2 separate regions of the Hordeum vulgare genome follow, and region 1 is linked to region 2. A link is a contact called in public Hi-C data. All regions are on one chromosome and are shown on one strand. The core of a region is the stretch at or near the end of the contact, and the rest is flanking DNA. Distances in the headings are between cores, read along the strand shown.

Region 1 (3,158 bases), core at 334-2,833, 170 kb before region 2:
GGAATCTTCCCTTGGCATCTATTCTGAAATAGAAACAGTTTTCTTAGGGTGGATAGCTTTTCGAAATCTGAAGGTATGGTTCCTGTGAAGAGGTTATCTTGAATATCTACAACAGATAGGCTGCTGCAGTTAGCCAAGGAGGTCAGAAAATGCCAATCCCTTGACTCTGTAGCCTGCAGCTCATTATTTTCTGCTTCAAATACAGTCATATATGTTAAAAGATACATAACACTGAGGAACTCGGCATTCGGAACAGGCAAAGTTAAACGAGCGGCAGCAATGAATATCTCAATACTGAAGATGGTACCTTCAGCCTGCTGCTTCACAATTTCACACCAACAAATACAGAAGCTAACACTTGCTGGATACATAAACTATAAACAAAGTACTCTACACTTGACAAAAAAATAGAACTATCATAACTGAAAGGTAGACAAGTTAATTGACACTTTTGTGATTGGAAGATACCGTACAACAAATAATCAAACTACTGGTAGTTGTTCACCTTGACTGAAGCAATGCAGACTCACAAATAGAACAGAGAATGAAGTGTACGTAGTAACTTAGAAGCGGTAGAGTTATGAACATTGTTCACGGTGAGGCCCCTAAATGGTTCCTACAGCTATTTTATACACTCAATCCAATGCCCTCTCAGCTCCGATATATGCATCATGTAGCCAGAAGAAATATCTCTCCAGAGCCGCCTCGTATGGAGCGGGCACTCTCTAACGAAAAATCGATGCAAATCATACCTGAAGGACAGAGAGGATCCACTAAGCAGATGAAACAACGATCCAAGGCTGACGATGAACCGAGCAGTGCGTTTTCTGAAGAAAAAGGAATTGCAGACATAAAAACAAACACCTTATGAGCGTCAGTTAACTGAGAAATGTAGCATTTGTTATATGATTGTACAAAAGAACAACTATCTGAATGTTTATAATATATCTGAAGGAAGTAAAAGGATAACACTAGAAGCCACACAAAGAATATTCACTCAATTAAGAAAGAGGTTGTTCTAATCGAACTTGATAAAGAAAATAACAAGAGGGGCAAGGAGAAGAAGAGAGCACATACATGAACTTGACGGGGTTAGGATCAGCGGGCCACCGACTGCCGATCTGTGTCCCCGTCATGGCGTTCAATCACCTTGAACTCCAGCACCGCCTCACCTGAGGGCGGGCCAAGCCTTAGCCATGGAGATTCAGAGATTTATTGAAGAGAGGGAGTAAAGAATGGACAGGGTGAGTGGACTTCCACCAGCGGCTTCCTTGCCAATGACAAACTCGAGGGGCAAGCATGACCAGGCACAACCAACATATAGACAAACAGGGGAGAGAGCCTGGATTGGATCAGGGACTCACCGGTGACGACGCCGGTTCGGTGGAGCAGCGCTGCGGTTTGAGCTCTTCCCGGGGTTGCCGGTGCAGCTGTGGAGATGCAGCACTCCCTTTGATGTCAGGGCTCGGTGCTGGCGGCTAGCACCGAATCGGTGGAGATAACGGCGGGTGGAGCAAGGCGGAAGGAGGAGCACAGGATGAGAGCGATGGACGTATATAAGAAGGAGATTGGACGCAATACAACGGCTGCTATATGAGCTGCGTCCACCACACCGCAAGGACAAGTCAGAGTTTAATACAGTTCATAGACCAGTGCACCGGGCGCAGCAAAAAATAGGCTCCATAGCCATCTCTCACGCCCACACGCAACGCACCTGACACACGCACGAAACGTCCCTGCCGTGCTCGAAACGACCCTGCCACAGCTTCAGCTCGGGCCTACCTGAGATGGCCAGAAAATTCAATCGTCGCGTGCCCATCCATGCACGGGAGCGCTACCCTGCGGCCCATCCACGCGCGAACATCCACGCACGAACAGTGCCGTTTGCCTATGTAGAATACGCGAGAACGCGCCCTTGCTGCGTAGCTTCTTGTTGTGGATGGTAACGACCTGGATACGCATGCGGCAAGAAGTTGGGTGCATGGCAAAAGAGAAGGTGCATATGAACAACAATCATAGTCATTAAACATGTTACTCTTGCAATGTCTGTATTAATTAATTAGAGCCTGGGCTATTCATTTTGTTAATTCTCGGATTCTTACTATTTTCTAAAACTTTTAGTCATCTAAAATGTAAAGTCTTCACAAATCTACCAAAATAAGAAATTAGACAATTCTAATTGTATCACACTTTCATGTAGATAATACTTCCTCCATCCGGAAATACTTTTCCTAGAAATGCATGTATGTAGACTTATTTTAGTTATAGATACATTCATTTTATTCATCTTTAGGACAAGTATTTTCGGACGGAGGGAGTATATTAAGTGAAGTGTTTATCACCTCGGTCGATGTATTCCAGTTCTGCTAATCCATGATGGTTAGTACGCCGGAAAAGCGTAACCATTTGATTTGATAATATCATTTCGCCATTAAACTTGCTGAAAATTACTAACCTATGTCGTGATGTAAAAATATTGTCTCCTCTCAACCTAGACTGATCGTTTTCCAGGTGAGATCGAATAAGTTCAAATCATTTTTTTCTGGACATGGTAGGTACTGGAATGAGAGCATAACAGTCATTCTATTGCGATAGAGTACCCGAGTCATGTGAAATAATAAAGCTTGTGATAGTACACCAGTATACGTACAAGTGAGAATTAATAATACCATATCTATATGCACGCTCTTTGCATTCCACGGTTTCAACATTGACATAGTGGTTCTGACCAAAATCATGCATGTGATTAAGCCTCCTTCGAGGTGTTCGATCAGAACATTAGCTGTGATGGTAACATGATTTACCATTTTAGTAGGAGAGAGCTGGATAGTTATTTTCCTACATTGAATCCTTCAATGCTCTATTTCCATTGGTTTGGTAATTTGACAAGCAAGATATATATGTGTGTGAAAATTAGTTGATTAAATTTATGCACTGATTTGGTTGTTCATTGGACTGCTGCTAGCTTATTGGAGGTGCTCGCCTTATATTTGATGTAATGTTTTAGCAAAAAACCAATGTCACGATCATCTTTTGGGTCTGTTTGTACATACTACCAAAAAGGCATATCCTGATACAAAATTGAACAACATATCCTACAAGGTTAAACTAAAAAAACATATCATGGTAAAAGGCCTCGAATTAGAGTCAGATGTATT
Region 2 (3,173 bases), core at 211-2,710:
ACCATAGTCAACGCTCGAACGAGATTAAGCTCCACATTACTCTAGTTGCGCTCCCAACTTCCAGAGTATCCAACACCATCACACACCGATCACTGACCTGCGTGAAAGTGAACAACTCATATTGGGTGTCGCACATAAGAGTTACCTGAAATCAACATCACCGCTCTTCCTTGACCGCCCGTCTGAAACTTGAAGGAATTTCACCATTGCTTGTAGTCACCCCGAGTCAAATTCGCAGTTGTCTCACCACATGTATGACCACCAGAGCCCTAGCCCGTCTCCATGTCCCGTGCGTACCGCACGCCTCGCCGCTACTATCGCGTCGAGCCTCCGCTGTCCCGGTCGAGTCTCAAGGGTCGCGAACCCACACCACGCAACCCCTAGTGCAGAGTACCACCGATCATCACCGACCGATGACGAGTATCACGTTTCCATCAGACCACCGAGCTCCAGTCCAAACCACGTGTCACTCGCTTTTCCGTGAGTGAAGTCCTCCAGACTCCATATCCACCTTCAACATGACTCCATGGTAGATGATCAATCCACCCATGCGCCCCGTCGACTTCAAGATCCGTGTGTACACCACCTTGAATCAACCCCGCGCCATAGTCTTGTTGAAGCCGCACAAGCCACCAGGCATGCACCACGTGTTTCCACGCCCAGAAGTCGGTCACCATCAGCATCATGCTCCTACGTCGCCGTCGCCAATCCCACCACCGTCTTCTGTACCAACCGACTTGCGTCGATCCGTCAGACTCTGGTCTGACACAGCCGATATCGTCCAACTGGATGACACACTCCAGGCTCGCAAATTATCTTCCACGAATTTCCATCCATCACATGATAATTCCATCTTAGCTGACATGACTTACTGCAACGCCTTCAAGCATCTTTGTCGCGCCAACAATCTTTCATCATTGTCTGTCATAACCCAAGGTTTTTAGTTTCGTCAAACTTCTTCACCTCAAACCTGGTACCCGTTGGCACCATGATTCTTTGTAGGACCGACCCTTTGAAAGAATTATATCCAAGCTTCAAATGATGCCCTGCAATCCATGTGCACATAGCAAAGCACAAACTTCCCTGGTACACTTCTCGTGTGCAAGCAGCAGAAACACCAGATCAAAGATTGATTGAATTTTGCTACTCACGAGAGCTCCTGTACTAGCACTTGATGCTTTGCCAAAAAAACCTTCTCGACTGTTGCTTCAATATTTTGCCTGCTAGGCACGGACCAATGCTAGCTTTGCTTTGCCCTGCTCTCCTTGATGGTTCGGTACCCATGCTGATTTTCTGTTCGCTCGATTCGATCTGACTGCCTCTGTCCGTGTCGCACCAGGACTCAGTCCTCCTTTTATCCAAAACAAATGTCGTCTACAGCTTCCACGGCTCTGTCCACCTTGCCCCTCGTCGCAACGCGCGTTCGGCCAGACTTGCCACGAACGAGCAGCTTTCCTGCATCAGCCAAACCCCGCCAGGGCCAGCCCACACAGCGCCACAGGCCGCTCGCTCGCTATGCATCGAGGACACCAACTGTACGAACGTTGCACCGCCGCCGCATCCGATCTCGGCGAAATCTCCTGGATGCTCAAGACCTGCAGGCTGCAGCCACCGCTTCTGATTGCCTTCCATCCTCTAAATCAACAGTCTGTCGCCTCTTCGTAACCTTGCTCATGATACCACTTGTTAGAATAAAACCGAGGCACTCCGTCAATCATCCGAGGACCAGGCAATCACACGAGCACGACACCAAGATTTATTAACGAGGTTCACCGATATGGCTACATTCCCGAGTCATGACTACGGGCGCTCCTCCCCGTGACACCGTCACAACACCGCACCCTGGGCGCCTTGGGTACCGACACACGCCGCCGGCTCCCCATGCACACCTGTGCTATTATGTTGGCATATGTTACATCGTGTGTCTACCCCCGCTATATATGAGGGGCCTAGGATATAAGTTGTCATGTTTGGACACGACTCCATATCCTATCTAAACACAATACAACTACAAGTCCAACTGTAACATACCTTGTACACAATATTCGACACAACTCTAACATGTGTGATGGCCGGGACTCCCATAGTCTAATATTTGATGATGATTGTTTGATCTTCGGGAGATCATCCTAGAACAGCTTGGGTTAGTGAAGATTGAAGAAAATACCATTTGCATCATGGCTCGATAAACACCATGCCCCACGGTGGGCGTCAACTGTCGTGGTAACGATTTCGACAATAGAAATGGGGTAGGATAAAGGAGCATGATCTATCGGGATGCAAATGGGTGACACGGTGGTTTAGCGAGTTCATGCCTCTCACGGTGGAGATAACAACCCTACGTCTCGTGCTCCGGAGAGGCTTAGTTTTATCTGTCATGGACATGAGTTACATGGTATAGAGAGAGCCAGAGCTCCAGAGAAAGAATGAGCCCGCAGGCGGAGAAGAAGCTGGTCCTAGCTATGTGGAGGAGGGTGGCTTATATAGAATGCGCCACCCCCTCACCTCTTATGTTACAAGATGAGGCATTATGTCATAATGTCAGCCCACTACAGAACCTCCTCTATGCTTCGACTGCCTTGCCGACTGTTGGTATTTGCATACCCGAGTGAGTCATACGGTCGAGTGGTTGACTGTCATCCGAGTGGATGGAATGTACTTGTTTGAATGGATCCGTATCGAGTGGATTAGATGTTGTCGCGATCCAGTAGGAATTTCCCTTGTAATCCTTAAACTAATAATGAGGTGCCTTCGGATAGGACGTATAGGTCAGGTCTATGACCCTACTCTAGGGCTATATCTCCGTCACAGGTCGGACGCGCCCACTGTGGACCGAAGTAACGCGGGTTGGCCTTGCGTGCTCAGCCCACCCGTGCGCCGGTCGCCTTCCCGCCAGGTGGGGTCTTGTGGTCAAGGCCTGACATATGTTGCACACTGTAAGTGCAGAGAATATATTCTGACGCTTATTTAACCCGATAGGTCACACCCGTCCTAAAAGATCCAACGCGCGAGCTTGCCACCACACGCTTAGGGTCAGTTTTTTTATGGCTTTTTTAAGCTTCTAGAATAAACCAAAATATTTTTTTTAGAAGCCTACTAGTCAAGCCTTAAATAATAGACTTTAAAAAAATTGTAACAGCTGGAATATTTTTTTAGAAGCCTATTAATCAAGT

The links. A called contact is a pair of places that touch in the nucleus more often than the background predicts.
Region 1: a contact with region 2 is called in a Hi-C map of leaf, with 6 times the contacts expected there. The contact joins two enhancer-like sites. A contact is called at or near these places in 1 of 6 Hi-C or Micro-C datasets (leaf) and 1 of 1 datasets of contacts at active chromatin or transcription factors (embryo).

What each region holds. Positions count from the first base shown.
Region 1 is chr6H:300,130,441-300,133,598 of MorexV3_pseudomolecules_assembly, reverse strand. No RefSeq gene overlaps it. Among protein-coding and RNA genes, the nearest start is that of LOC123406098, 7.4 kb to the left of the region's middle. Within about 2 kb of position 1,583, at least 2 of the 3 cell types and tissues checked have open chromatin away from gene starts, as enhancers often do. A contact at or near this core is called in leaf, where this site is marked.
Region 2 is chr6H:299,955,743-299,958,915 of MorexV3_pseudomolecules_assembly, reverse strand. No RefSeq gene overlaps it. Among protein-coding and RNA genes, the nearest start is that of LOC123401218, 39 kb to the right of the region's middle. Within about 2 kb of position 1,460, at least 2 of the 3 cell types and tissues checked have open chromatin away from gene starts, as enhancers often do. A contact at or near this core is called in leaf, where this site is marked.